Linked DNA regions of Mus musculus: all the other regions are linked to region 4. The links are chromatin contacts, called in public HiChIP or PLAC-seq maps. All regions are on one chromosome and are shown on one strand. The core of a region is the stretch at or near the end of the contact, and the rest is flanking DNA. Distances in the headings are between cores, read along the strand shown.

Region 1 (2,700 bases), core at 105-2,604, 610 kb after region 4:
CCTAGATAAACAAGTCAGTCGATCTTTGTGGTTGGCGAAGGTGGTGCAAAACATGGAGTGAGTGGTCACCAGAGAGATATCCTCTGAGCTGATTAAGCAAGAGCTCAAAGAAGCTGGTTTCTTTATTAATGGTGACCAACCAGAGTGTGGAGGGCAGAATGGGTGGCTCCTCACTGACCCGTCTTCCCCCTCTGCTTTAACAGCTGAGCACAAGTCACTGTGAGCCTCCCACGGGTCAGCCAGGAAGAAAGGGTCTCTAGGGAACCATCCCCTTCTTGACTCTCAAACCCTTCCCCAGGTCTCACTGTGGCATTCTTAAGAGACCCAGGGGACTTAGACCAATCATGTCTCCTCTCTGATAGTCTAATTCCATACTAAAGAAAATAAAGACATAGACCTTCTATTAAAGAGGTCAATGTGTGTCATCCACACCAAATAAGTCTCTCCCTCGGCCAAAGCAGACATTACTAGTTGATCGCTGATTCCCACACACACACACACACACACACACCCCTACTATGACCAGGATGGGAAATTTCCATGCCTTCCTGGTACTGAGAAATGAAGAATTTGCATGAAAAATAAAACCTGTCTGCCCCTCCTCAAGGCACAATATGCTGTGAGGGTTTTTACCTGATGTCGAGTTGGAAAGAACCCCCATTCTCTATTTTGCCCTGCAACTCAGGTTGACCTCATTGTCTATTGTATCCCCAGTACAAGAATCCCCACAGAAGCCACCTCACTGTCCTCACAGTGTGAGTCTACATGCCAAGCCAGGGGCTCAGTGCACGCACGCGCGGTGTGCACACAGTGTATGGGCCACTCCACTCTCCCTCTCCCTCCCTCTCTCCTGCCTGGACACAATTATGTTAAAAGAGCAATTAGCGACCTCTTAAGCCTGATGGCCTACTCCCCCATTAATCTCTTGCAATTATAAACCCCAAATCTTCACAACAATTGGTCCCAGATGCCCACTAGAGGGAACGCTAATCGCCTCTTTCCCAGCTGAAACCAGCTGTTCGGCTTCAGTTTCTGGGTCAGGGAGAGAGATGAGAGGTCACACGTGGCCGAACGGTCAGATGCCGCCTGGGTGGAGATCCTGCAGAAGAGACACCCTTAGGGGCCTCGGGAGCACCCTGGGAAGGCATCTCTCTTTACTTTGGCTGCCTGCACACCCGGGTCTGCAGTCAGCCTGGGCCGGTATCTCCCCGCACTCCGAGCCACTCTGATTCCTCATTATGAACACACGCTAATTACTGCAGATAATTAGCTCTTCACAACCACCCGGCCGAGGCGCTCCAGACAAAGAGGCTCAGGAGGCTGTGGACATGGCTGGTCGCCTCCGGCCCACAGCCAGCACCAGAGCACCCTGCCAGCTGACCCTAGGTTTGGGGGAGGAGGCGTGAACTAAGGTGAAGGCCTAGGTCAATGGCGCTTAAGGCGCACAGCCCCTGCTGCTGCGGGCAGAACCGATTCAGACCTCAGCACTGCAGCTAATTAAATCAATATGAGATAATGAACGGCAATTAGAGGTCCAGCTAGGCACATCTTCTCTTGTAAATACTGTTTCTCTCCCAACGGGGAGCTCTTTCTTAATAATCTGTTTGTGTTTCATTTCCAGGAACTGTAATTCCCCTAAGAAGCTCCTGGGGAAGTGATTTGTTTGTCTGTATAACCACGAAACCCGTTCCTCTGGACTCGCCTGCCACTGCCTCTGCACATACATGATCGGCTTCTTACTATTTTAGGTTTCTTTTGGTTTGTTTTAATTTCTGACCTGTCCAGGGAGCCCATGCAGAGGTCTCAGCCCTCAAAGAAAACACCAATAAATCCCTGAAAGGGGTGGGGGGGGGGCAGGGGGAAAGGTCACAGGGCCGAGGACTCCCATTACATGGAGGGGAAAACTGAGGTAAGGCAACCACAAGAGTGATGAGCCAGTCAGGTAGTCTCCTCTGCCATTCAGACTCTCACCCCACCCCCACCTGGTACCCGGGGTCATGATAAGAAGCCTTCTGCCCTCCAGGAGCTAACAAATTTGTCTAGCAAGACAGACTAAGGCACATAACAATTAGAGAGCAATTAGGCACCTAATTGTGTGGTACCAATAAGCTCGGGGTTCAGTGAGGGTTCGGGGACTAGGGAGAAACAGCAGCATCAGGGCCCGGGCCTCTTCGTTTTCAGTGTTTCCCATCAGACCCTGCTTTCTGAGTCCTGGGTTTTTATTTCTTCACTTAGGGGTTCCATGGTACCCTAAAGTCAATGTGTCTAAAGCAGCCTCACGGCCACCCCACCCCCGCCTAACTGCTCCTGCTCCTCAGCTCATTTCCCTTAGAGAATTAGCCACGCCCACAGCAGAGCTGAAATCAGGCATAAAGAATGGAACTGTGCCCTTTGCAGGAAAATGCATGGGGAATCGACATCATTGCGTTAAGTGGGATAAGCCTGCTCAGAAGGACAAATGCTGCAGAGACATCGAATTTTAATGTGTGTGTGTGCCTCTGTGTGTGTGTGTGCCTGTGTGTATGTATATATGTGTGTGTGCCTCTGTGTGTGTATATAAATATATATGTGTGTGTATGCATATATGTGTGTGTATGCATATATGTGTGTGCCTCTGTGTGTATATAAATATATGTGTGTGCCTCTGTGTGTGTGTGTGCCTGTGTGTGTATATAAATATATGTGTGTGTGCCTGTGTGT
Region 2 (2,700 bases), core at 201-2,700, 720 kb after region 4:
ACACCTGTCACTGCACTATGACTCTCTATCTAGGATCGGCTCCTAGCCTAAGACCGGTTATCAACTCACAGACACACAAAAATTCCTTTTGCTATAGAAAGGAACGTGTGCACAAAGTACTCAGGTATGAGGCATGGTCACCTCTGGGGAAGGTGGAGGTGACATTATCTAGGCCACAGCACCCACTCAGACTTGAGCAGCTGAGGCAGGAACAGCAGCTGGAGCCACACTGTGCCCTGGAACCCACCCCTGACTGGATGGCTTCCATGGCCAATAATACCGATGCTAGCCAGCCTGCCATGTGACAGGGACGTCATCACTCCTGTGTCCCAGCCAACAGTCTGATGACCTCAAATATCAAGCCTTCCCGATTGCCCGTTCCTGAGGGCAGGAGAACCCAACCCATCTGCGTCTTGATGAAGGAGTCATTGGGGTTCATAGGGTTCATAGCAATCCAAAAGCTTAACTGAGTCCCCAGACAACCACCAGGATGGTGACAGAAGAATCGTTCACTACACACATCTCACAAGACATCACTGAAACCTCAAAAAGCTCACACCAGTCGATATTCATTGCACCCAAACTACAGATGAGGAAACCGAGACTCGGTGAGTAGACATCACTGGCAGATTCTGATATCCACGCCAAGTCTCTGACACCAAAGGCTCTCCATCTCCCCAGCCCATCCTCAATTGGTCTACTCTGCTTTCCCTTCTGAGTTCCTACCACACATCCACGCCCACCTGCCACCCAGCCACCTGGCCATCACTGGTAGAGCCAGGATGGGCTGCTGAGTCAGGCTCTGCCTCTGTGTGTGACCTTAGGCAAGTCCATTCACCTCTCTGATTCTTCCTCAGTAGATAGGGAGTGTGAGCAGATCTGCTGAACACAGCTGGGAAGAGCAGGGAATCCTGGGATACCAGATGTTAGCATTTCTTCTAGGCTCCACCCCACAGTTACCTGGCAACAGCCAGGTGTGCTGGCCTCAGTATAAAAGGGGCTGCCTGCCCCCTCCTCAGCCTCTTACTCCCTTACTCCCATTCCCCTCCCCTCCCTTCTCTCTCCATGTTCACGGCCAGCCTCTACTACTCTCCCTCTCCCCCTTCCCTGACCCTTTCTCTCTACCTTTCTCTGTCTCTACTACCCCCTCAACTTCCCTCTCTGTGCCCTAAACTCTAATTCTATACTATGGTACCTCAGGGGAGAGGTGCACACCCACAGAGGCACCCACTTCCCCTGCACCATACCATGCCTCTACCAAACGTATCCCTGGGTTGCCTTTCTTTTTTATAAAACCCAACACCAGAGTCCCCAGGTCTACCCTGGGCCACTCTATGACCCCTCAAGTCTCCTGTCTGCAGCCCTCACTCTTCTGCCTCCCAGCTGATGAATCCAGAACCAGGTCTCATCTATCTGCAGTCCAGTTGTGTTAGGACTAATCTCGCCCCTTGTGGCGAACGGGGCCTCGCCCCAGGCATCACAGCAAACACATCCAGTGCCAGGAGGGTTTGATCATGGGAGAATGATGTCATTTGTCAGCGATGTCCGTCCGTGGTCCACGGCCCGATGCATTTGCATTCGGAGCTGGAAGCAGAAAGACCGGGTAAGATGCAGAGGAGGAAAGGGGGTCTGCCTCTGAGTGACTGGCATGAATTATTTCGACCTAACTTACTAATTAAGACCCTCATTAGCAGCCCAAATTTGTGATAGATAGGCAGAGGACCTGGCACAATGGTTTAATTTAATGATTCCTTGCATTTACTTTGTTAATCATCTTTAGTCTGATTTAATTTATGCCGATGTGACTGTCCTCATTTCTAATTAAGGCACTGATGGTGGGGACACCCGCCATCGCAGAAGAATTTCAATCAAGTCGCGCACAAAAGCAGATACCAGTGCTTACGACCTCCGAGATGGCAATTTGCAAAACCGGCTGCTTGTTGTTTTATTTCTGCCTGAAAGGTTGGGGAGGGTCTGGTCTTTGCCTGGGGCAGATGGTTCTCGCTAACCACAAACCTTTATAACCATCGATTTTTTTTTAAGGCTCTGAAGAAGAAAACAAACAAACAAACAAACAAACAAAACCTTAGCACTTAAGTAAACCTTTCCAGGATTTACACACAAGGGAGCAGGGTCCAGAGAGGTTGAGGGGCTGGCCCAAGGTCACACAGTAAGTTAGCAAGCTTGGGAGGAGATCGTTTTAGAAACACTCTCACATCACCCTCCAAACCCCATGACCACCCACTTGGCAGACACAGCCTGATGCCCACCCAACAAACACACACACACACACACACACACACACACACACACACACACATACCTGACAGCTGCTAAGAGCCTATGGCCTGCCTGGTACTGACTTTCAACTCCCTGTGAATTCTAAGCAGTCCATGGTCTGAGTGTACACCTGATGCATGGGGCTTTCTCATATCCATAAACCATCCACACAGGGCAGTGAAGGACCAGACCCCACCCTGCCAGTCAGGGACATGGGCTCCAGCAGCAGAAGGCTGCCTAAATTCTCACAGCCAAGAAGCGAAGTTTGAACCCAGTCCACATGACTCCAGAGCCCACCCTCACGGGTCACCACTGCATGTCGGCAGCGTTGACATACCTGCTATGGCCAGTGGGTACCAGACTCAGTGAGGTACCTCACCTGATAACCACACTTCCATCCCATCCTGTGCTGAAGGCTCC
Region 3 (2,700 bases), core at 151-2,650, 660 kb after region 4:
ATATAGTTGCAAGGTGGTGGCTACAGTTTCAATTCCTCTTTTTTTGTGGAATTTTGCACTTGAGTGTGACAGTGCTTTTTCCTCTGAGTCTCCTGTAGCCAGTCAAAATATGTTTTGCTAACTCATGGTCTTGTGGAGTTTCTCAGGATCAAGGAAGTCATAAACCCAGGCACCGGGCTTTAATGATGAGGAGTCAGTGAAAACGTATTGCTCTCAAACACAACTTTTGAGTATCGCCCTTTCTCTGCCCTCCCAGCTCTGTTTCTCTTGCCCCACCCCTGTGTGTGTTTCTCTTCCTCTCTCCCTCTCTTCCCTTCCCTGTTTCTTGCTCCTTCTCCCCTACCCTCTCTCCTCTTCCTCCCTCTCTCCTCTTCTTTCCTCTCTCCTTTCCCCCTCTACTCCCTCTCTCCTCCCCCCTCTCTCCTCTTCCTGCCAAGGGGACCAAGAGATAAGCAGTGTTCTACAGAGGCACAGTCCCCAAACACCCAGGGAGTGTCTGCACCTGCGGGTTCCAGTCCGGGAGGCACTGGAGTCTGCTGGAGGCAGAAAGCAAGGATGAATATGGATCAGAGCTTTCTGCCATAGCATGGTGGGAGGAGGTCTAGATCTGCAAGTAGATAGCGGGCTGCCTATTTGGTAGCTTCAGTGAACTTTAGGTAGGGGCAGTCCTGGGTTACCCACTGCCCATCTGTGCTAGCTACTTTTATGTCAACTTGAGACAAACCTAGACTAATCTGGAAAATGGGAATCATAACTGAGAACTTTCTCCATAGGACTGGCCTGTGGGCAAGGATATAGGGTATTTTCTTGATCGATGATTGATGTGGGAGGGAGGGAGCAGCCCTCTGTAGATTACGCCATCCCTGGGTAGGGAATCCTGGGTGGTATAAGAAAGCATGAGCAAGCCATGGGGAGCATGCCAATAAGCAGCATTCTTCTATGGTGTCACTTCATCTCCTGCCTCCAGGGTCCAGCCTTGAGTCCCTGCTGACTTACCTCAGTGATGAACCATGATGCAGAAAAGTGTAAGGTAAAATAAGCCCTTCCCCTTCACAAGTTGCTTTTAGCCACCATGTTTCAGCACAGCAACAGAAACCCCAGCTAAGTAAGTAAGGCTCAGGATGACTCAGCGCAGGCTGACTCCCGGTTGAGGACAAGGCCCCCCAGGTGGTAGAATCCTGGTAAAGTGAGCAGGTGGGTGGGGTCGTGCTGGGATCCAGCTGGTTTGCCCCTGTCTGTAGAAACCAGCTGATCTGGAAAGAGCAGTCTATCCCCAGGCCCAACAGTCCCCAAGATGCCAAAACACAGAAAATAAAATTACGGTTTAAAAACCCTAGTGAATACTTCCCAGTTCCCTGTCTCCGTTCCTCTTTCCTCCGCCCATTCTGATTCTCTCCTGCCTCTCAGAGACTTGCAAAGAGATCTTAATCACGTGCACTCAAGCGGTTATAAAAGAGCTGAGAAAGATGCCCGGGAAGGGTGGAAGAACATCAAGAGCCACCAGGGAAGGAGAACCCCACTGATGGGCGACTAGATGCAGTTTCTGTCCACCAACGAGAAGCCCCATCCCTGCAGATCTGTGTACAGCATCCCTCCCCTGCTCTGGTACTGGTATCTGCCCGATCCCCAGACCTTCCACCGTCCCATGGGTTGGCTGTTTTACCCAGACCTAGAATTACCCAAATCCCCTTAAATACATGGTTGCAAATGAGGACGGTGGGGTGTGGGGGGGAGGGCAATAATTGTGACAGTAACTCACAGGGCCAGGCCTGACACGTCTCTAATTGCCTGCTAAAATTGTCGCTGTCTCCTAAAGTGCAAATTATCACCCGAAATGACAAGAGTAATGAATGAGGGGACTCTGATGTAATGCAACAATTAGCCCTCAAAGACACTGTCTAATGCGGAGAGGCAGGGCTCCCACTCCTCGTTATTAAGTGCCTGATAATTATTTAATTATCTATCTGCCAGCATGATTACTTGGTTTATTTAGCTGCAGATGTGGGCAGGAGCGTTAGGGTTTAAGGTCAGAGGAAGCCACCCCAACGCCGGCCACCACCTAGGCAGCTTGGGTGTTAGGGGCTACTCCTTGTCTGACACCCCTAAATGGCTCTGGCAGCCTGAACGCAGGGTCAGAAAATTGTTCCTTCTTCATACCCGGCTCTGACTCAGAGGCTGGGGCCCTGGAAGACCAGCGCTGAGGAGCTCGGTGTTCCTCATTGTAGGCAGGAGGACATGACTATCCCCACCAACCTGACTGGTGCTTCCCCCAAGCTGGGCACAGGGCCAAGTCTCACAGCAGAGTAAGCTCATGTCATCATCTTCATGTAAGGAGACAGTGAAAGCTGGAGAGGAGAGCAGGAGAGAGAGAGAGAGAGAGAGAGAGAGAGAGAGAGAGAGAGAGAGAGAGAGAGAGAGAGAGAGACTCTCGACCAAAGTCCCAGGGTAAGTGGAAGGTTGAGTGATCTAGGGTCCTCTCACTATCCCAGAACCACTTGGCCAACAAGAGGGCATCGACACATGGGTGGGTCCAGGCTTATGCTTGGCAGAGCATGGGTGAGGACTGGAGAGGGTCAGTACCCCCTCTTTCATATCACAAAATTAATGATGGGCAAAGAAGGAAGGGACCTGACCCATCTGCCCATTGGAGGGTGCTCCAGGAGGAGACACTGTGGGCTGTTCGAGGGGCTGGACACCAGC
Region 4 (2,700 bases), core at 104-2,603:
GCTGAGCTTCTCCATGGTGGCAGGCAAACCCTAAGACTCCACACTCGGAGGTCTCACTAATATGGAAGGGGTGGTAACTGCTCTGCCCCCCTACTGAGGCCCCCTACCTCAGTAGTACCATGTCTTCCCCCCAACCTCCAGCTGGCTTTGTGTTAGTGCTGTGGACATGAGGGGTCTCCAGGAGCCTGTGGTGTGTTCCTTCTAAGTGTGCTTGACAGCAGTTGGGGTGTCAGGGGAGCCTGACCTGTAAATCCCCGGGTGGAGCAACCCTGAGGTCAGGGCTGTTCTACTTCACCAGAGACCACTTCCCCTACACTCCTGCCCAGCATTGCCTATCTGGCTGAGGACAGTATCTGTTGGCGGTCTAGTGGGCCATGAATTCAGGATCCTGTTAATATGGGATCTATTGGGATTCCAGTCTTCCTCTCAGCCCCTACTGAGTGACAGGCACAGCTTTTCTACTCATGAGGTTGAGGTCTGGATCTGTGCATGTTAGTGCTGTCCATGGTGGGACTTCACTGCCCTAGATCTCACATCTCATTGCGATCTACCCCAAGGCTCAGCTATGCGGCAGCCATCATCTCAGGATGCTGGGAGGTGGGGAAGTGCTGGGATGAGATGGTGACCCTGTGCTTGCTCGGAGGCCTTACTGTTGCTACCCGTCTCCTGCTAGTGAGCCCTGCAAGTGTGCTTGAAACCACGGAGTCTTAGCATGGAGCTGTCTGCTCACACTCTGCCAGAGGCCATGCTGGCTGAAGGGCTTTGGCGTCTCGCACATGTACTCCGATGCCTGCCCACCCACCCCCGTTACTGAACAATAGGCCCCAAATGAAGCTTGACCCCTCTGAGCCTTGGTGTCCCGCCAGTGAAAGTCTGGATTGTCGACACTAACATGGGACATGGCTCTGTGACAAGGAAACATGAAAACAACACTTCGTGCCCTGGTTGGGCTCTTAGCTAGAGTCACCAGCCAGCGTGCATTGCCCAGGACAAAGGATTCCTGGGAGGCCAGACTTTGACTCTAAAACCAAGACAGTCATGGACAAACAGGGACCGTTGGTCACCCTGTTACAAGAGTATAGCAGTTTTCATCTAAAGACAGATGTAAACACTGGGCCATTGTATAGGAGCCAGGCAGTGCTGTAACCTGAAGCCAGTCTCACAGGGAGAACTCAAAGTGTTCTTTCCATACAGTGCTCCGTTCTCCCCAGACTGCCATGGACAGGTACATCCAGGCATATTGAGCTTGCTGCAGCCAAAGACGCTTTCCCAAAGGTGTGCATGTATGCCTGGCCCTCTGGCAGCAGCCTGCAATGTTCCCACCGGTTCATTCTTGCCACTCACCCCCAGGCTCCACCCACAATGGCCTCACGCCAGATTCTGAGACCAGGTCTGCTTTGAATGACTGGAACAGAGCAGCCCAGGATTTAACCCATTCCTGGCTTGAGTGCCTCCTGCCGTTAACCATTTCCTCCCCCCTGCCTGTGGCTCGAGTGACCCAACAACAGCCTCTCAACTCTCTCCCATTTTGCGAGGAAACATTTCTGCTTTATGACTGCATGTGCTTTCTCGTCTCTCCCGTTATCTTAATGAATTAACTGGGTGCCCATTGCTCCCTGGCCCCCCCACGGTTTACGAGCTGTTCAGCGATCACTGCGATCTTCGTCAGCTTCACACAGTTGTTGTACCGGTTCCTATTACAGTAATTGGCATGAACTTTATTCTTTTGCAGAGAGATTCTTTGGCCCGCTGAGACTGCATAACCATCTGCCATAAATTGAGACTAGTACGGCTTATTTTGGTGAATGCAAAATTGGATCCCATTCTTTACTCTGTGGCTTGATTCAACTTCCAGATGGTTAATCCACATGAAGTAATAGGAATGCACCACAGCTCTGCTTAGCTGAAGATGGAGACGTAATATTTATTTGCTGATGTGGAGGCCTCCAAACGCTGCCCTGTCGGGATGTCAATATATAACACGGCAGCACAGAAATGTCAGCTTGTTCTGCAGGAACGACAGGCTCCCCTGAGTTGCCATGGGGGGACCCCTGGGTGCCTACTCCCCCCTTCTGTCCTTGACCTAATCTCAAGAGGTTTTTATTCTCTCCTGGGCTGTTTCTTATCAGCTAGGTCTGCCTGTGTAGCTGGCTTCACATCTGCTTTGACTTTAGTGCCTGTGACATTTTCATTAATACTTCTCCAAGGTTGAGCCTTTATTCCAAATACCCTGCAGCTCCCAGAAGCTAAAGCTCAGCTGTGCCCAGCTGGGGGCTGCTGGGAAACTTGGCCCCTGAAATACCAACAAGTCTGCTGTCCCCACTCAGATGAGCTGATCAACACTTTTTAATTGTTACTGATCATGCTCACCTGCTATGCTGAAGGATGCAGAGGCAGATCTTGGGGTAGGGGGGAATTGCTTTCACTCTGGGGAATATCGACTGCCTCTGTGTGTATGCTCCGTCCTGTCCTAGACTCCTCCTGGGTCTCAGCATGTGGTGCAGGGAAGCCTGAAGCCCTGCATCTCACCACCTGGGAGTACTGACTCTTCAGGGCTCCCTGTACCAGATGGGTCCAGCAACCCAGTTTACCCAGGGCTGCTCTGGCTGAGCCCCTATCTCCTCTGTACCATTCAGAGCTGGGCAAACTGAGACAGTTGCCTACCCTATGGCCCTGTCTACTCTAGATCTGCAGAGAGAA

The links. HiChIP or PLAC-seq counts read pairs in DNA pulled down with a chosen protein or histone mark.
Region 1: an H3K4me3 HiChIP or PLAC-seq map of embryonic basal ganglia shows a contact between it and region 4, with 5 times the contacts expected there. The contact joins two enhancer-like sites. A contact is called at or near these places in 1 of 15 datasets of contacts at CTCF or cohesin (large pre-B cells), 4 of 484 Hi-C or Micro-C datasets (embryonic stem cells and uterus), 7 of 115 datasets of contacts at active chromatin or transcription factors (T-cell acute lymphoblastic leukemia, embryonic basal ganglia, embryonic forebrain and 4 more) and 1 of 9 other capture datasets (embryonic tail).
Region 2: an H3K4me3 HiChIP or PLAC-seq map of embryonic basal ganglia shows a contact between it and region 4, with 8 times the contacts expected there. The contact joins two enhancer-like sites. A contact is called at or near these places in 6 of 115 datasets of contacts at active chromatin or transcription factors (craniofacial prominence, embryonic basal ganglia, embryonic brain and 3 more) and 1 of 9 other capture datasets (embryonic stem cells).
Region 3: an H3K4me3 HiChIP or PLAC-seq map of embryonic basal ganglia shows a contact between it and region 4, with 7 times the contacts expected there. The contact joins two enhancer-like sites. A contact is called at or near these places in 1 of 15 datasets of contacts at CTCF or cohesin (the NIH/3T3 cell line), 1 of 484 Hi-C or Micro-C datasets (nephron progenitors), 5 of 115 datasets of contacts at active chromatin or transcription factors (embryonic basal ganglia, embryonic forebrain, embryonic hindbrain and 2 more) and 3 of 9 other capture datasets (embryonic stem cells, embryonic tail and embryonic trunk).

What each region holds. Positions count from the first base shown.
Region 1 is chr5:112,001,002-112,003,701 of GRCm38.p6, forward strand. No RefSeq gene overlaps it. Among named protein-coding and RNA genes, the nearest start is that of Gm36794, 56 kb to the left of the region's middle. Within about 2 kb of position 1,355, at least 46 of the 459 cell types and tissues checked have an H3K27ac peak or open chromatin away from gene starts, as enhancers often do. A contact at or near this core is called in embryonic basal ganglia, where this site is marked.
Region 2 is chr5:112,108,926-112,111,625 of GRCm38.p6, forward strand. Gm30032 (a long non-coding RNA gene) reads right to left here. Exons shown (of 4, transcript XR_880589.2): 3 at 2,618-2,700. Among named protein-coding and RNA genes, the nearest start is that of Gm30032, 11 kb to the right of the region's middle. Within about 2 kb of position 1,451, at least 29 of the 459 cell types and tissues checked have an H3K27ac peak or open chromatin away from gene starts, as enhancers often do. A contact at or near this core is called in embryonic basal ganglia and embryonic brain, where this site is marked.
Region 3 is chr5:112,048,856-112,051,555 of GRCm38.p6, forward strand. No RefSeq gene overlaps it. Among named protein-coding and RNA genes, the nearest start is that of Gm30032, 71 kb to the right of the region's middle. Within about 2 kb of position 1,401, at least 20 of the 459 cell types and tissues checked have an H3K27ac peak or open chromatin away from gene starts, as enhancers often do. A contact at or near this core is called in embryonic basal ganglia, where this site is marked.
Region 4 is chr5:111,392,653-111,395,352 of GRCm38.p6, forward strand. No RefSeq gene overlaps it. Among named protein-coding and RNA genes, the nearest start is that of Mn1, 23 kb to the right of the region's middle. Within about 2 kb of position 1,354, at least 85 of the 459 cell types and tissues checked have an H3K27ac peak or open chromatin away from gene starts, as enhancers often do. A contact at or near this core is called in embryonic basal ganglia and embryonic brain, where this site is marked.